Regions from separate parts of the Sus scrofa genome. Here region 1 is linked to region 2. Evidence: chromatin contacts called from public HiChIP or PLAC-seq data. All regions are on one chromosome and are shown on one strand. The core of a region is the stretch at or near the end of the contact, and the rest is flanking DNA. Distances in the headings are between cores, read along the strand shown. Region 1 overlaps TTC7B (tetratricopeptide repeat protein 7B). Region 2 has its middle 29 kb from the start of CALM1.

Region 1 (3,881 bases), core at 957-3,456, 180 kb before region 2:
AAAGACCCTGGCGTAGTTTAGACTATCAGTTGATTTTCCATAGTGGATTTTTTGCTACTTTTTCACGTATACATGACACCCTGGCCATACCCAGAACGTGTTTTTAACTCTACAGTAGACTTTCAGTGAAGTGTAAATTTAATGCTATATATTAACCCACATGAATTCTTCGTTTGGACCTTCCCCTAATGAGCCCTGTCACTTTGAGCGAGTTGCATGACCCTGTTGGGTCTCGCCTGTATTCATGGTTCACTTGGGTCACCTCCCCGGGTCCCTCTGGCTCACGCACCATGGCTCTAAGTCAGCCGTGGCTCACAGCTCCATCAGCTCTCTGGGCAGCCTGCCACATCCTCAGCGTGACGTCAGGATGGGCTCTGCTCTATTGGACTGGGTCAGTAAGGGTCATCTCCATTGCAGCCATCAACAGGTCCCTCTAGGACGTTTTCTGTGGTCCCAGTAAAAAGGACGTTTTTAGTCCCTCCAAGACTCTCAGCTGCCATTTCTCATGTGCTGCAGACAGGGGGCGTGTTGAGCTGATTTTCCAGTATCAGTGCCGGGTTTGCCTGGTCTGTCCCTTGTGTTCACATCAAGGTTTTAGAGGTCTTGGCCATTTCCACTGCCAATCAAAGTGGCCTTTCATGGCATCAGGCTGGTGTCGTTGGTTCTCAGTGCCAGAAGGAACTCTGAAGGCCGTCTAATCCACACCATTGGTGCTGGAATCTGTTCTATTCCATTCTGGCAGAGCCATTCTTTACCCATGAATTACATGCCTACACTTGAGAATGTTTTCCCCTCTGAGGTTCTCAGCTGGTCTTTGGAAGATGGGCCCCTATTCCTGGGGGTACCAGCCAACTCACACGCTTCCCTTGGCCTGGTTCCACAGTTATGCCCAACAGGTGCAAGGGCCTCTGGCCACCCTGGCCTTCGTTTCCCATCCTTTACAGCTCCTGGGACAGGACTGGGCACACAGGCACCCAGAATTTGTTGCTTGTAATCCAGTTGGATGTACAGTTTTGGGGGTGAGTTGTGTATTTGTCAAAAACTCCCTGATCTCCCATGCCACTGACTAATTGAACCCTTTTCTTAGCTTCTTTGCGAGGGATGCAGGAGGTCCTACAGAGAAAGGCGCTTCTTGCATTTCAGAGGTGAGTGGGAGTTCATCTTTTCACTCGGCTGTACATAATGACACCAAAGTATGAGAAGTATAAAAAGAAGAGATATTTATAAAGATTATGTAAACAGTGTTTTACCCCTGGGAGCCTTTCCTCTTGAGCACTGAGCATACCATGTAAAACTTGCTGCATCACTTGTTGCCATGTAAATCTGCTCTCTGAATCTGTTTATTCATCCAGGCACATTTTATTCATCCCTAATACAGCGATCGCAGCTCGAAGACAGATAGTCTTTTATGTCTAGGGAGACGATTCCCTTTTATCACAAACATTTTTCATCATCTGGAAAAAGGATCATTCTTTGCTAGCTTTTTTTTTTTTTAACATGTCAAACTGCAGATGTTTATATTAAGAAATGAAAAGGCCAGATTTTAGGACAGTCTCCGAAATAGTATGTAAGACAGATAGTCTGGCCAGCAAGTCCAAGCCTGCTCTCTGTCCCCACCCTGCCTCATTAATACCTTAGACTCCTCTCTGTCACTGCACCTTTTATGAAATTAGGAAATGGCCTTATAATTAGAGGATGCCTGAGTGTCACAGTGCTCTCCACACCCCACACCATAAGGTGGACGGAACGAGTCGTGTGTTCGCTGCAGGTGTGGGGCTGAGACGCAGGGATGAAGAGTCAGTCATGTGGCGATTGAGGTCGGGATGGAGTCAAGGTCTCCTGACTCTGCCCAGCCTTTCTGGTACCTGCCCCCCCCGACCCTGCCCTCCCTTTATGCTCATCGCAGGCATAAGCGGTCACCAACACGAATCATTGCCTGAAAGCACAGCCCTGCAATGTCCAGTCTCGGATTGGTATTGATCCTGTCACCCTAAATACGTCTGAGTTACATTGAATTCTTGGAATCATACTAGAAACTTAGTTACTGATCCAAAAATGTCACGAGGTCCCCTCAGGACCTAGTAGCCACTGTTAGATTTCTATCTCAGAATGAGGGCTGCCTGCAGATTTGTCACAGCGTCTGTGGGCCTTTTCTCACGAAACCACGATCGTTTGGTTTCGGTTAGCCTGAGCCACTTTCGTCTCTTTTTCTTTCACTTCCCAGCAGGCTTGCCGATGGCTCCGTCACGTTGCCAGTCCCAGACTGGTTAGTGACAGAAAGTACCAACTGACATCTGCAAACAGATCTCCTTTCTCTGTGCTCAGTTTTTGTTGATGCTCTCCATCACGGAGTGTGGAAAGCATTTCCATTTCAAATGATTTGGAGTTTTAAATTTTCCAGTCCTAGTTTGTAAAACCCACACACGGATGCCTAAGAAAGTGGTCATTACATCTGTTTCACTTTTCTTAAATCAGCACATCTTACTGGCTCTCTAAAAACAGCCAGAGTGGTGGTCTGCCTTGAGCCGCAGAATGCATAACTTCCCCTTACATAACAGCTGTTCCATTGGCCTGAATTTCTTTTCGTTTCTCTTTTGCTTTGTTTTTCATTCAAAGGGATTTTTAAAAAATATTAGTTCGTGTGGAATAAAGGGTAATGAAATCCTACTGACCTATGTGATTATATTGGGGAAGGCTCACTAAATTATTATTTATACAAAATGAAGTATATTTTTCAAAGGAATAAAAACATTTGTTTCAAGTACACTTTAGCTAGAACTACCCTGTGCCCTGTAGACCTCACAAAAAAATCTGTCAGGGAAAGATTTTAAGTGAACAGGAATGATTTCTATTGCTTCTTAAATGTAAATGGATATGTAAAACTCACTTGGACCAGACATACTTTTTTTTTTTCCTACGTATTTTAAATCTTCTCACAATTCTGTTAATACTCTTGTTTGGCAATTTTTGTTTAAAAAGAAAACAGTGTAACTCACATAGGGGTGGAACTGCAGATGTAGCGTGTGAAACTTAACTCTTAATTATGACTGGAGTCAGAATTCGGAAAGGTTTGCTCTCTCCTGGATTCAGAAAGGTGATTTTTGAAGACATTCCAGTTGTATGATTGCATCTTAATAATGAGACTCTTGGCTGTTCTACACTCATAAGCTCAGCCCAAGAGGCTGAGCCCATTGGTTTGTCCTGTACAGAAGTATAGAGAAGAAAAACATAGTATTGTGTGCAAAGCTTTCTAAGATTCTGGCTTGATCTGAGTGGTGGCTCCTGGGGTCTCTGACACCCTACAGAGAAAAGCAAGGCTGGAAACAGGCGAGCATGTCTCGGTGACTTGCCCCCAAAATGCAGGAATCTGGCTGCTCCATGAAGGAGAGGTGGCATAGTGTCACTGGGGTTTGTTGCTCAGTGTGGTAGAGGGGACACAATCTTACACTCTTAGTTATTTTCCTCTCCCACTCCCAGCTCAAGTTCAAGTTTGAATGTGGTTGCGTTTTTTGGGTCTGCAGTGACCGGCCATCCCAGTGTGTTGGGAACTGAGCAATTTCCCAGAATATGGGACTTTCAAGGCAAAACCCAGAAAAACACTGGGCAAACCAGGACAGTGGGTCATCCTATGTGTAACTAATGGGAAGTTCCTGAGTAATAGTTTTCAGCAGGTTTGCTCGAATCCCACGTCCACTGTAAACAGGACTGAGGATGACGTCAAGGAAAATTAATTAAATAAGGCAGCAGAGGGATATGGTGGAGAGACCAGGCCTCAGATTTTCACTTCTGGCTTCACCTCTTTTGCTGGATGTTCTCGAACAAGATGCTTACTAGAAGCTGCTTCATGAATTGTGGTTGTTAGTGTTACAATATTCATGTCT
Region 2 (3,960 bases), core at 829-3,328:
TAACTCCCCCTGTCTCCCCAAGACTTTACCGTGTGGCCCCAGGTGTGCTGTGTAATGTCCAGGTCCTATAAGTAAGAAACCTTTATTTTTCTCAAAGTTTCCTGATGGATATTGCTGAAGAGTGCCTTGCAACCAGGGCCAGTCCAGCCACAACACTGTTTAGTGATAGGCTGAGCTGAGCACAAAAACCACCTCCCGACCCTCCTCAGGTTGCTCTCAGTAGCATCAGGCAGCTCTGGGGGTCGGGTGCTGTCCCCACTTTGCCACCCCTCCTCAGTTCCCCCATAACACACTTATGTCCATCCAAGAGCAGACTGAGGCCCTGAATCAAGACTTTATTAGAAGCCCTGGGAGGACACGGGGGAAATAAGCGGTTGCCTCTGCCTGGCCTGCTGACTTCCGTTCTCTCCAGAGCCCTCAGGCCCCATCCCAGCCCCAAGGGACTCTGAGCCATTGCCAGGAATCCACCCACCTCCTGCTCCCCTCTCCTGCCTTGGGAGCCTTCCCCACACAGGTGGGGCGCCTCCAGGAAGCCACCCAACTCTCCTTCACGAGGGAATTGCCACACTTCAGTCCCAAGGCCCAGAGGAGGAAAAGAGCCACCACAATTCTAAGCCGCCTTCGTCCTGGTCCCTCTTCTTCTCCCATCGGCATTTCCTGGAAGCTTACATCTCATCAGGCCTCATGCTCAGAGCATTGAAGTTTAGGGTCAAGAGACCTGGATTCAAATCTTGGCTCTGCTACGAACCACCTGTGTGACCTCTGGAGAGTCACTTCGCCTCATGCTCTGGCAGTAAATGGGGACAACAATGGCTTCCCTCCCAGAGCTTCAGGGGAGGGTCCCTTAAATGCTGAGGGGAAACTGGTGTCTCAGGGCTAACAATACCTGCCCAGTTGGGCATTTTAGTTCTCTCTGGAATTGGATGGTGTCTCAGAGCAGGCGGTGGAGCCTCAAAAGGCGCCCATTGGTTTGCCAGCACCTCGTTAAGGCTGCCCATGGAAAAACCAGCCATGAATGGCTCCCTCCCGTTCCCGGGGAGAGAGGGGAGAAGGCGCACAGTACTGTCCTGGCCCTGGAATCTGCACAGGAAAGCCTCGTCCCATTGGGCACTGCTCTGTTGCGCCTTGCTTTTAGTAAGGGGGTAGCAACCGTGAAGTCAGAGCAGCCAGCTCTGTTCCTGTTAATTAAAAAAAAAAAAAAAAAAAAAAAAGAGGGAAGCCCATTAGAGAGATGGAGAGAAAGAGGAGGAGACAGGGACCCAGAGAGGGAGACAGACAGAATGGTCCACAGGGAAAGACTGAGGCATCCAGGCAGACACACAGAGACACAGAGACACGGGAACTCCAAGACAGTGGGGACAAAGGGAGGAGAGGAGCATTGTAGGGGCCGTGTCCAAAAAACCGAATATTAATAAGAAAAACAAAAAGCAAAACTTGCCTCACTCGCTGCTGCAGCTCGGGTCACTGCTGTGGCTCGCGTTCCATCTCTGGCTCAGGAATTCCATGTGCCGTGGGCACGACAAAAACAAGCACACTGGTCTCACTGCAAGTTTAATGCCTTCCACGTCCTGTCCCTGAGGTTTCTGGAGCAGCCCTGAGAGCTCAGGGGGCAGTGGGTGGGTAACCCCCAGCTCCAGCCTGGGGTTGCCAGTGTCCAGCAGCAGCTGGCTGGGGGCTGCTTCTGCTCTGGAATCCCCCTTCTTCTGAGCTCAGCCTGGGCACTGCCCGGTCCTCTGCCGTTATCAGTTGGGTCCCCTGCAGTGCTCCTTCTTCCTTGGTCTGACCCCTCCATCCAGCCTTGGGCTCCAAATGCACCTTCCTTACTTCTGGGACAGCTGGGACCATGGGTGACTCGCATACTTGGGGCCACATGCCTGGGACTGAATCAGGCTCCTCCTTCCTGGCTGTACAACCTCATTTCTTACCCACTGAGTGCGATACCCACACCTGCTGAGCGCTTAGTTAACGGTGGGGCGTTAAGAAGACGTGGGGCCAAGCATGCGGGACCCGTGATCTCCTCTTGGCTCTGCCTCATGCTCAAACAGGTCACTTCCCTCTTTGGGGCTGTTTTCCTAAATGTGAAAGGAAAGGATTGAAGTGAATGGTTTTGCAACTTTTTGATGGCAAGTCACCATGAGCAAAGGATTTTTACATCGCAGTCCAACAAACACATGGATGCTTATGTAACTGAAACAAACTGGCAAAAACCAACACTCACCCTGACTGTGTGTGATGCCCTTGCAGATTGATTTCATGCAGTTTGAAGAGCATTGGGCGAGGATCCACAGAGGCCCCCGACAGGGAAAAGGGACCCCCATCAGCCAGGACTTTGTCCCTTGCACCACCCAGCCCTCCTGCCTCAATCAGAACAACCCAGCTCTTCTGTGTTTTATTCAGTGGGCTTCTCTGTAAGGTTCAGTTGGGGGAAAGTGTTCTCTGGTTAGACTCTCAAAAAAAAAAAAAAAAAAAAAAAAAAAAACAAAGAAAGAAAGAAAAAATTAATACTGACTGGACTGGCAGATATTTGGTGATTTCAAGCTTTGATGTTCTATGATTCTGTGGTTTGAACTGAATTGAGCAAAGTGAAAGCCAAAAGAAACATTTCCATGAAGAGACAAAATTAGAATTATTATTGCACATGGAGAGAAGGCCCTGACTGGTTTCAAGTAAACAGATGATTATTGTGTATTAAGTAAAATGATTACTTTTATCAAGTGCCTTCTACATTCTGGTACCATAACCATTACTCATTGTGATCAAACTTGTGAGGAGGGGCTTCTTATACCCATTTTATAGACAAGGAAACTGAGACTCAGAGACCCAGAACTTGCCCAAGATGACAGAGCCATGGGAGTTCCCTTCATGGCACAACGGAAATGAATCCAACTAGGAACCATGAGGTTGCAGGTTCAATCCCTGGCTTCACTCAGTGGGTTAAGGATCTGGCATTGCCGTGAGCTGTGGTGTAGGTCACAGACACGGCTCAGATCCTGCATTGCTGTGGCTGTGGTGTAGGCCAGCAGTTGCAGCTCCAATGGGACCCCTAGCCTGGGAACCTCCATATGCTGTGCGTGTGGCCCTCAAAAGACAAAAGACAAAAAAAAAAAAAAAAGAAAGAAAGATGACAGAGCCATGAGGAGCATCTCTGCTAAGAGGAGATTCTCCTGAGCAAGAGAGAGCAGCATAGGAGGCCTCCAGGAGGCTCAGTTTTCTCCTTTATGAAACAGAGGAATCCTAGCACTCACCTCTCAGGGGTGTTGATGGAGAAAATGCAAGTGCCTCGCTCATAATATTTGCTCAATAAATGGTGGCTATGGGGTTGTGATTCTTCCATTTGAAAAGCTAAACCCCACCCACAAAACACCCGCGCCCCTGCTTCGGACACACACACACACACACACACACACACACACACACACACACACCCCACACACACCCATATGCTGGTACTAAAATCCCACTCTATAGCTCAGTCTCCAGGAGACAGACAACGATAAACAAAGGCTTTAATAAAACAAACATCAAAGTATGAAACTGCTGGTACAGCTTTTAACAAAATTTCTTAAAGGATGTGAAAAATAAATAAATAAAAGGACTTGTCCACGCCTCCCCTCCCCCTCAATACTCCCCAGCCCCCTCGCGATGACAGGTCCAAAGAGAAAGGAAGACCCTTTCCTTCCAAAGCGGGGATCCAAGTCCCCACATCTCTGCAGTGGAACCCATCATAGAGATCTCCCCACTGCATCCTCTAGCCCATTTTACAGGTGAGGAGACTGAGGCACAGTCCTACCCCATGCCCATGGAAGAGCTGGGCCCAGAACCACAGAAACTTTCGAGCCTTAATACCTTCCAAAGTAGGGCTTTCCTAAACACCCAGGGGATTCCTGTTCACCTTCATGCCATTGGTGCCAGGGTGTAAGCTCAACCATCCCCCAGCTTCCTAAGAGCCTTCAGCTCACC

What was found. HiChIP or PLAC-seq counts read pairs in DNA pulled down with a chosen protein or histone mark.
Region 1: an H3K27ac HiChIP or PLAC-seq map of alveolar macrophages shows a contact between it and region 2. The contact joins two enhancer-like sites. A contact is called at or near these places in 2 of 2 datasets of contacts at active chromatin or transcription factors (alveolar macrophages and skeletal muscle).

Annotation. Positions count from the first base shown.
Region 1 is chr7:112,368,051-112,371,931 of Sscrofa11.1, reverse strand. TTC7B (tetratricopeptide repeat protein 7B) reads left to right here. Exons shown (of 20, transcript XM_021099609.1): 13 at 1,088-1,145. Among named protein-coding and RNA genes, the nearest start is that of TTC7B, 150 kb to the left of the region's middle. Within about 2 kb of position 2,206, at least 20 of the 83 cell types and tissues checked have an H3K27ac peak or open chromatin away from gene starts, as enhancers often do. A contact at or near this core is called in alveolar macrophages, where this site is marked.
Region 2 is chr7:112,187,464-112,191,423 of Sscrofa11.1, reverse strand. No RefSeq gene overlaps it. Among named protein-coding and RNA genes, the nearest start is that of CALM1, 29 kb to the right of the region's middle. Within about 2 kb of position 2,078, at least 2 of the 83 cell types and tissues checked have an H3K27ac peak or open chromatin away from gene starts, as enhancers often do. A contact at or near this core is called in alveolar macrophages, where this site is marked.